Regions from separate parts of the Rattus norvegicus genome. Here region 1 is linked to region 2. A link is a contact called in public Hi-C data. All regions are on one chromosome and are shown on one strand. Each heading gives the region's core, a stretch centred on a gene start, on an enhancer-like site or on the middle of the called end of the contact. The rest is flanking DNA. Distances are from core to core; before and after follow the strand shown.

Region 1 (5,053 bases), core at 2,416-4,915, 150 kb after region 2:
ACTGCCTCATTGAAATCAACACTGTCTGGTGCACTGGCAACTCTCGCACCACGGTTGGTTGGTGGTTGGTGGGTGGTGGGTGGGTGGTTGGTTGGTGGTTGATTGGTAGGTTGGGTTTTTGTTTCTTGTTTTTGTTTTGTTTTTGTTTTCTTTCAATGTGTTGGCCCCTTATTAATGGCTAAAGAATGGCTGTCTCCACAATTTGACCCTCGTACAGTACTTACACAGAAACATGCTGTTTGCTGTTCCCAATTGGCTGGTTGCTATTTTTGATGTAAACCACTTCTTAGATACATTCAAAACAGAGGCTATATGAAAGCCACAGGACAAAGGAGAGTAGCCCCATGTTAGGGGCTTAGGGATAAAATTTAACAAGGAACTTTCCTCCCACCCGTGACCTGGGCTGAGGTCTGTGCCAGCCAGCCACCTAGACTCTTCTATAGACGGCCTGCCTTACAGCCGCAGGTCTCTCCCTGCTTCATCCCCGGTCACTTGCGTGCGTCACTCAAGAGCGGCAGTGATGCACACTTACGGGAATCTCCAGGGATCTGCAGCCCTTAATGGTCTATTTTGTTCAGTAAATTGTATTCATTAGCAAGCCTTGAGAGGCACGAAAGTACAGGCAGCCTTTCTGGGTGCCCTCGGTCTAGCCAGGCCTCACAGCCTTTGAACCTACAGGCTGGAGACAGTTCTCCCTCCAGGTTAAAGCTTAACCACCACAAACAGAAACATCCCACTGCTCGACCATTCTTAGCTCTGCTTGGAATGGCACTAGTCATTTCTTCTTCAAGGAATCTGGTTTTTGTTCCAGAGTGGAAGCTGAAGAGCGTAGAGCTGTCTCTCCTCCCCGAACACCTCCCCTGACTAACTCCTACAGTCTTTTTTTTTTCAGGATTGTTACCAAATACCCTGTAGTCACATCCAGGATACCAGCGACTACGACCAGCTGAGTGGCTAGGTATGTGGCTTCCAGAGACAAGAGATAGGAACTACGTAGTCGGTGGAACCCTGCGCTTTCTGCTGTGACGGACCACACCAGGGCCTTCAGCTCTGACAGGCTACTTCCTTCAAGAACAGCAATCCGTGAAAGAAAAGTTGGGTGACTGAATCACGGGAATGGGGGATGGCGGGAAGGGACCTCTGACCAGACTATTGTCAATATGATATGGATTCAGGAAAAAGGGCAGCTGGTTTCGAATTCTCTCTACTCTGCCCTTACAAATCACACCCCATACAAACTCACTCAAACAACCGTGTGGGGGATGTCACCGTGCACGGAACACATCCCATCCCTTGGTTCCCATTTTTCATACTTCTTGATTTGAGTGCATGATTTGAATGGAGAAAGCTTTGGAAGCCTTTCACAGACAGACACGGCATCTCACTGCACTGACTTCCAAGACTCTGGCGAGACAAGAGCATCTACGGTTCAGCAAAGCCGGCAAACCGGGAGCGCATTTGCCTTACCCTGGAGGAGAGGGTGTGGAAGCCTTCAAACACTCTTACATCCTCGCAACCCATTGGGTCTGCTGCCTTTCACCACACGCTCACTTCTGCATGCTGGACCACAGCTAAGCGATCTGCCAAAGGAAAAAACGAATGAGGACAACAGGCCGGTTTATGTACACCTCCATCCCCAAAGCTGCTGTTCAAATGAATTTGTTAAAAATGGGCTTCCTGGGCTGGAGAGATGGCTCAGTGGTTAAGAGCCCCGACTGCTCTTCCAGAGGTCCTGAGTTCAATTCCCAGCAACCACATGGTGGCTCACAACCATCTGTAAAGAGATCTGATGCCCTCTTCTGGTGTATCTGAAGACAGTTACAGTGTACTTATATATAATAAATGAATAAATCTTAAAAAAAAAAATGGGCTTCCTGCTAAACACACAGACCCCAACCTCTGGTATGGTCCATGCTCAATACAAGAGCTTCCCATATGCATCCTAGACAGGTGAAAAGTCAAGAAAAAAGACGGATTTGATGCAGAAACCAAAGTACTCAGGATACTGTGGATTCTACGTCTTCATACTATAATCTCCATGGTTCCCCTGAGGCAGTGGTTCTCAACCTGTGGGTTGTGACCCCTTTAGGGGTCAAAGCCTTTGAGAGGGGGGTCAAATGACCCTTTCAAAGGGGTCACATAAGACCATCAAAAAACACAGACTTTACACTATGGTTCATAACAGTAGCAAATTATAGTTAGGAAGTAGCAACAAAAATAATGTTATGGTTGGGGATCATGGCAGCATGAGGAACTGTACTGAAGGGTTACAACATTAAGAAGGTTAAGAACCACTACAAGGTTGAAGACATTACAAAAGTGACAGAAATTTGACCTTAGAAGCAACAATTTGACTTTGTTCTCTAGCATATGATTTCTCTGTATTCCATAAGCTAGGGAGGGAAAATAGGAAAGACGTGCAAGAATATTTGGAGTGCATGTGTGCACACATAGGCACATGGATATAGATGTGCACACTAACACTGTCCCCGCAATGGTGTACACTTTTCCAGCTAACACTTTTTGCTGGATGCTCAAAGTCATACAGTCATGCTCAACCCCAGGGGCTGGGCAGTGAGCTGTCTTAGGTCAGGCTCACTCCAGTCCAACTAAGCTAACCTTGAGTTTAGAATAGATTCAGCACTCTGAACAAGAGGCTTCGCAGGGACCTTGACCTGGTTACTTTACAACTCTGGGTCTCAGCTTTCTCTTCTGGAAAACATCACAACTCCCTTACAGGGTCTATTCTACAAGACTCCACACATACCCTCCTGTGTATGCACTGTTATCAGGGCATCTTGATAAAGTATAGGTTCTGAGTTGAAAGGTCATGGGTAAGGCAGGGCATGCTGTAATTCTAACAAGCCTCAGGGCAGTGGTTCTCAGCCTGCCTACTGCTGGGACCCTTTAATACAGTTCCTCATGTTGTGGTGACCCCAACTATAAGATTATTTTCATTGAGACTTCACATCTGTAATTTTGCTATTATTTTGAATCAAAATGTAAATATCTATATGCAGGGTATGGGATATGTGACCCCGTGAAAGGGATGTTCTACCCCAAAGAGGTTGTGACCCGCCCTCTGTCGTAGGGGATCAGTAACTACTCATGGATAGAAGAGAGATATGAGGGGAGATGTTGGGGAAGAGACTGGGAGAAGAGGAGGGAGGGGCAGCTACAGTCGGGATGTGAAAGAATAATAAAAGAAAACGTATGTAAGATTAGAGAATATTCGACAAACTTTAGTGATTTTTATGTATAAGGATTTTTATATCAGTGTTGTTTCTGCATGAACTTTGAACTTGCACCATTTTAAAGATCTACTTAACCTGGATACCAGATACAATTCCACAGAGTCACACAGGTACCTTTAGAAAAGGTTAGAACTTGAAGGGCCACGGCTCCTTTTTCTCAGTTGAAACAAACTCAAGGGTGGGTACCCCTTTCCCAACCAAATTTCATAACAACTTAGTAGCAGAAATTCAACCTTAGAAGCAACAATTTGACTTTGGTCTCCAGCATATGATTTCTCTCAGTAAACTGAGAAGGAAGAAATATTTTTTCTTCTACTAAAGTGAAAACAAAGATCACTCTGTCAAGGGCAGCAGAAGGCTGGCTTCTACGGCACTGGCCACTGCAGTACAAAGGGTAACAAGGGGTCACAGGACAGGCTCTGGAGGTTTGTCAAACAATTCTCCACAGCAACAAAGTTACTTCTCATGTGTCCAAAGTGGGAATGGACCACAAAGTATCTTCTGTGGAGCCTCCGGTAACAATGAGAATTTCTATTCTAATCCATACAAATTCTGAGTCACTCCTACTTAAAAACAACTAGGAAAAGGAAAGTATTTGTGAAATAAGAAAAGTGTGGTAATTAGCCGCAGCACATCTCAGGTACTAATGGAGACAACTAGTGATCTCTTATTAAAAATTCTACTTCTGCAGTTAGTTTACATTTCTAAGATGGTGGTGAGCCTTGGAGCTTAGAGTACAATATCTAGTGGATGTGGTTGATAGCAGCTCATAAACAAAGGAGTGGGAGTCTACGGTTCATGCCACTCTGTCACTGATAGGAAGGAGTCCATGAGTTCCTATAAATCTTTTTATTGAGTATTGCTGGGGGGTGAGGGATTCACAAGGCCCTATCCTTCCCTTAGGATCTATAGGCAGTCAATGATGGCTGGAAAAGGAGAGACATTTTCTTCAGCAGTGTAGCTATGGGTAAGTTTCTCATGCTCTATAAACAAGGTCTCACTCATACAGCTTTAACCCAATTACACACACACACACACACACACACACACACACGCACACACGCACACTCGTCCCACCCACCACACACAAGACAGAGTGGACGCTAGGATTAGCTGGGACAAGGGATCATTAGGAACTGAAGTTAATAGGACAACTACAATCAAATACATAAACATATGAGGATATTGTAATAGAGTCCATTATGTACGCTTAATATATGCTAATAAGAACTTTAAAAAATCTTCATGTCATAAATCAGAAAAGTAATGACTATGTGGACTTTGAATTGGAATAATGAGAGCTGGGGGTCCCTTCATATGCATGTTGCAGTCAGTAAAGCAACATGAACTTAAAAGTATTCTGGTGAAATTAGGAGGGTACCAAGAAAGACTCGATAACAGAAATCCATGCTTGCATACCCATTATTTAGATGGGTAAAGTCATGTGCTTTGTCTCTTCATTTGGGGAGCCATTTTAATAAAGGTTCAACATCCCTAAATGTTCACACCTTACTTTCTACGTTCCACTCCCGACTTTTTGCCCACCATTTAGTCAGTTTATTAACCAAGAATTCTCCCTTTGGGGCTGGGGGGATGGTTTGGATGGTAAAGTGAGTCTAAGCCCCAGAAACCATGTAAAAAATCTGGGTGTGGTGGCAAACACCAGCATCAGGAGGCAGAGACAGTTCAAATCTCTGGGGCTCACTGCCACAGCTCACCTAGAAAAATCCTGGAACTCCAGGCCAATGAGAGAGCCTATCTCAAAAAAGGGGGTGAGAAATGACATCCCAAAATTGTCC
Region 2 (5,204 bases), core at 2,105-4,604:
TCCCTCCCGAAGCCATGAGATGATCAGAAAGCAAGGCTGCTTTTGGTTCTGTGAGGACGGAGGGAACCAGAGAAACAGAACAGGTTGTTCTGCGAGCTGCCCCAGAGCCCCTGTGCCTCGGAGCACGAGCGGCAACTTACTCCAGGAAGGCATTGGTAAAGGTTTCTCAGACTTAGCCTAAGTTCTGGATACGTGGGCTCCTCACAGGCAGAGTCACTAAGGGTACCTGAGTGGGCTGGGGAGATACCCTGGGCTCTAGCATGTGTCCACAGGCCTGGGTGTGGCTTAGAATGGTGTTTTTTAGTCAAACTCCTCTTAGCTAGCTGCTTCACATATTAAACATGGGAGATCCTTTATTTCCATAGAGAAACGGGCATCTTTTTCCCCTTAAAATATGTAGTTCAATATTTTGCACTTTTATGTAAGAAACACTTTGTATTCCTCCAAGCCCATGGTCAGTCACACAGCCAACCACATCGGCTGCCACTCTGTCACTTACAGACATTGATAGGTTGATAGGGAGGGAAGAATGGTCAACCAAGGCTTAACAGCAAAACAGAACTTTCTTCTTAGATCTGACATTTGAAAAACCCTAAATTCTAAGGAGAAGCTGAAGTTCAGATGTTTCGATGACGTCTGCCTTCTGAACGATGATGCCAATTAAAATCAAGTGGGACCAGTCCACCAGCAAGATGAAGGCCGACCCTGTGGTTTCTGGCTGAGACAGGGTCTCCCGCTACAGATACCACAGGGCCAGACCCCAGGTCCTAGCAAACTGAGGAGCGCTGTCTGAGGTCAGGCAACATAAGGGCATGTCCTACAGTCGCCCTGGGCCAGCTGCCCACTCTTAGGGGAAGAGACCTTCAACAGAGCCCCTTCCTTCCCTCATGATCTGTACAGTTCAGTTTCATCTTTTAAAGAGGCTGTCAGACACACCAAGGAGCTGCATCACCAAGCCATTCATCTTCTGCTAAGAAAAAAACCTATAAAAGGGAATGAAGTAATCCAAGCCCTGTTAGAGACCTGGGCTCCTCACAGGCAGAGTCAATAAGGGTACCTGAGTGGGCTGGGGAGACACCTTGGGCTCTGCAGTGCTTGTCTAAGGCTGGAGGCCTGAATGTGGATCCTTAGCTCCACATGTGTTAGAGGACAGCAGTGCAGTGTGTCTTCAAGCTGGTGCTGGGTGACAGAGTCACACATGAGGAAGACACCCGATGATGACCTCCAGCCTCCACACTCAGGCTCATGCATATGCACTTATACATACACATGTTCACATATGACCATATGCATGCCCAGGACCAACATGTGCAGTTTTCTAGACTCACACGGGACCCCTTTTCTGGTATGCAAGGTCTGTTAGGAGCATTTGTGTCCTCTGAGGAGACAGGATGGAGCTTGTGTGAGGCCGAGAATGCAGATCCCACTTCCTCTTTACGGTTTTGGTATTAAAGATGGGGTATTGAGGTCAGCGAATTAAGTGATATTGCAAAGCTGCCAAGCACCGACAGAGCGTGCACCGTCATTTACACCACAGTGCTTATGAAAGATTACCTCTTAGCCATAGTAAACTTGGTCATTTTTCTTTTTCCTTTTATGGTGCCTGAAAAATATCTCCAGAAATTGAATTTGGGAACAAACAAATGTGTACGTTCCCTCTGGGAAGCAGGCATTTGTCCCAGAAAGTTATAGTGATGTTTTTACAGCCAAAAGGTGGCAAGACTGTGAGGAGTAGGCTAAACGTTCCACAGAACATTTACATATGGAAAGAATAGAGAGACCCACTACTCTTGCATTAAACAGGCAGCAGATTTAGTATACGAAACTGTCCGCAGCATTACAGGCCTTGGTCAACTTTATGTTTTGAGCAGTAACCTCGAGCCCTTCTGTTCTCTTCCCTTAGCTTTTCCAATACTGCTTTAATACTAAGAGTCATTTTTAATTCTCCAGATAGTACAGTTTTAATTTGTGATTCTGGTTCAATATCTCAGAATACATAATTTAGATCAAGTCATTCCACAGGAAATGCAGTTTCTGAGATGCACAGCAGAAATCAAAATTATAATGAAAAACAAAATAACATTGTGGGCAGTAGTGGTGTGGGCCAATGTAGACTAAACTTCCTTCACCTGCAGAGTGTAGAGTTAGCATGGGTTAGACCCGCACAGAGAATTACACCTAACCTCACAAGTTCAGAGTCAAAACATTTCAGTATTTCTGACAAGTCTCACCGTAAGGCAGCAACTTTGATCTCAACTCTGAAGGTCTTAAATAGCCTGGGATAATGACTTTGATGATTCCACCTGGCTCTGGTGACTGGGTTAGAAATAAATCATTTAGACTAATGGTTTCCCAAGCTGGCTAACCATTACAACTGATGGTTCAAAGGTATCTGTCAGTCAGTCAGTTGGTCAGTCAGTCAGCCAGCCAGCCAGTCAGCCTGCCAGTGTCAGTCAGTCAGTCAGTTAGCCAGCCAGCCAGCCAGCCAGCCAGCCAGCCAGCCAGCCAGCCAGCCAGCCAGCCAGCCAGCCAGCCAGCCAGTCAGCCTCTCTATCTCTGACTGTCTCTGTCTGTCTCTGTCTCTGTCAGTCTGTCTCTGTGTGTGTCTGTCTTTCTCTCCGTGTATGATGTGTGTGTGTGTGTGTGTGTGTCTGTGTGCGTGCGTTCGTGTGTGTGTACAGGTGCGTGCGCTTGTGCCTGGGCGTGTTTGTGTAGGTTGGAGAGGTCAACCTTTGGGTTGTCATTCCTCAGGATCGGTCAACCTTGTTTTTGGAGACAGGTGACCTCGTTGGACTGCAGCTTGCCAAGAGTAGACCAGGCTGGCTGACCAGCTGGTCCTCGTGTCCCTCTGCCACCCTACTGCTAGGATTTCAAGCACGTTCAATCATGTTCAGCTATTCCATGTGGGTTCCGGGGATCGAATGCTGGTCCTCATTATTTGAACAGCCTGCACTTTATTGCGTTACCTCCCCAGCCCCAGAATCTATTTTATTAATAGTTTCCCAGTCCCTCAGGAATTCTAATACCCAGGTTGCGGAGTAGGGCAATTGGAAAGGGTTCTCAGGATTAAGATTCAGGCTTACCAGTGTGAACTGAACCTAGAACAGAGGAAATGAGGCCCCTCCAATAAAAGGACCTCCCCAGGGACCACTGTGCTACTGGGAGGAAGGACAGGATTCCTGCCTCAGCTTCATAAAGTACTGAGGCCAGAGCCCGCTTTCTCTCTCCTGCAAGTGGCAGTTTTATGAGAGGAGGCAGGAAGACAAATGAAAGCACATTTGCAAGTCACATTCACCACAGAGAGGGAGTGACTCAGTGTTTCTTAAATATTTAGATCCGCTGTCTCTCCCACAGTCCTCGGCTGAGGCAGCAGTGCATGCACAGTGTTGAGGTGGGGTCTTGCCCTCCTCTGACTCAGATTAACCCCTCTCTCTGAGTTCTAGTGCCATGCTTCCCCAGGTGCTTGGAATGAGGATGACTGAAAGGGAGAAAGCGGAGGCTCAGGGAAGGGTGCATGTGGAGCTGCAAAGACTAGAGCCAGGAAAGGAGCAGAAGCCACTAGAATTGCTTGCTGTGAAGGTAGGGTATAAGTTTTTCCCACAGCTTTCACCGTTGGGGATCTTAGCTGAGGCTAGCTGGGAGTAACAGCAGAGGCTACCCTCAGAGTGCAGGGAAGACCCTTTGTCATGGACCATAGCCAACCGCAAGGAGAGAGGCAGGTAGAAGGTGACGGTGTATACAGAAGGCAACAGGAAGTCGGTCTTATAACACCTGAGCCCTGCGATGTCACAATGCTGCACTGAGCAGGGACCTGGGGCTACACACAAGGAGAAGTGAGATGCACTCTGGCTCCCAGAGAACTGACAGTCTATCAGGGGGTGGGAATGTCTTATCAAAAGTCACTCTGGTGGCTCAAGCCTGTAGCCATAGCACTCCAGGGTGGAGACAGGAAGGTTGTAAGTTTGAGGCTGGCCTGGGCTAGTTAGTAAGCTCCAGGTCCATCTACCTGAGTGACAGAGTCAGACCCTGTCTCAACGGGAACACAAAGCAGGGCCAGGTAGGAGGGGAGTGCAGCTTAGTGAAAGATCTTTACTCTGCATACACAGGGCCCTATATTTAAATAAACACCCCCCTAAGCTATCTGTGCCTTTGCTGTTAGACAATGAATACTGCTAATTATTATTGTTAATTGCAGCAAATCAGACAACATGCAGTCCTTCTGTCTGGAGCCTTGGGATTCCTCTCTGTAGCATAGGCCCAACGAATGCTGAAGAGCTGTCCTGAGGCCTGCAGCATAGTTATTTATGTACAAGCATATCCGACCCTTGGGAGGAATAAAAATGGACCTCAGGAGAGGGGCAGGATGAGTCTTAGAGGCAGGGCAGCATAAGCTCAGGTCTCGGGTGTTCAGACGGACTTCTGACAGGCATGTATGGAAGGGTGTAAAAGCCCAGAGGTAGGACAACAGTGACAGTGATTATGAAGATGACGGTGACCAGGCAGGTGTGTGAAGATGAGGAAGTTATACAAGTTCTACCACAGGCAGCTAAAAAAACAAATCCCACCACAGTACAATTTAGGGCATAGTACATACATCTTCCTCTCCGGCTTCTGAGACAGAACTGCTCTTATCTGCCGGGGAAGGGTGGGATACAGGCTGAAGAGGTAAAGGCAAATACAGAAGTAGCTGGCAGTTTAAGAGATGCCAGCTACTTCTGTATGCTGGATGCTGGGCCTCAAAATTCAGTCTTCCCAAACCAGTGTAACAAAAGAGACGCTTGCGAACCATGAGAGCTACTCACCGTCCAACAGATTCCAAGAGCCTAACTCAAATAGGACTCTGACTCGTCTCCATCCACGATGAAACAGCATTAGATGTCTGCCACTAGGTGGTGCCAAACCCTAGTTTAGACTTGGATATGGACACCTCTGCTGGTTCCTTAGAATCCCAGACTGCTAATAGGTAGACCAGTTCTCTCTCCTTAAGCTATTAACATTGCAATAATGTAACAGTGTGGCTTACTCTTAAGATACAGTCCTTACACACCACCTGCACCAGGAAATTTACTAGAAAATACATATTGTCTACTACCTAGACCCAGAATCAGGAAAATTTAGAGTGGGCCCCCAGCAATTAGCCACAAGCCCTTCAAGATACACAATAAATCAAAGTAGAGAACCACCTGCTTTATTCACACATTTCT

What was found. A called contact is a pair of places that touch in the nucleus more often than the background predicts.
Region 1: a contact with region 2 is called in a Hi-C map of Schwann cells, with 11 times the contacts expected there. The contact joins two enhancer-like sites. A contact is called at or near these places in 9 of 12 Hi-C or Micro-C datasets (the A7r5 cell line, the Rat2 cell line, Schwann cells and 6 more) and 1 of 1 datasets of contacts at active chromatin or transcription factors (oligodendrocytes).

The regions. Positions count from the first base shown.
Region 1 is chr8:113,228,621-113,233,673 of GRCr8, forward strand. It overlaps Tmem108 (transmembrane protein 108), which reads right to left. Exons shown (of 6, transcript NM_001399273.1): 2 at 1,468-1,580. Among named protein-coding and RNA genes, the nearest start is that of Tmem108, 7.8 kb to the right of the region's middle. Within about 2 kb of position 3,666, at least 3 of the 93 cell types and tissues checked have an H3K27ac peak or open chromatin away from gene starts, as enhancers often do. A contact at or near this core is called in Schwann cells, where this site is marked.
Region 2 is chr8:113,082,292-113,087,495 of GRCr8, forward strand. The region is part of intron 2 of Tmem108 (transmembrane protein 108); the gene reads right to left. Among named protein-coding and RNA genes, the nearest start is that of Bfsp2, 140 kb to the left of the region's middle. Within about 2 kb of position 3,355, at least 5 of the 93 cell types and tissues checked have an H3K27ac peak or open chromatin away from gene starts, as enhancers often do. A contact at or near this core is called in Schwann cells, where this site is marked.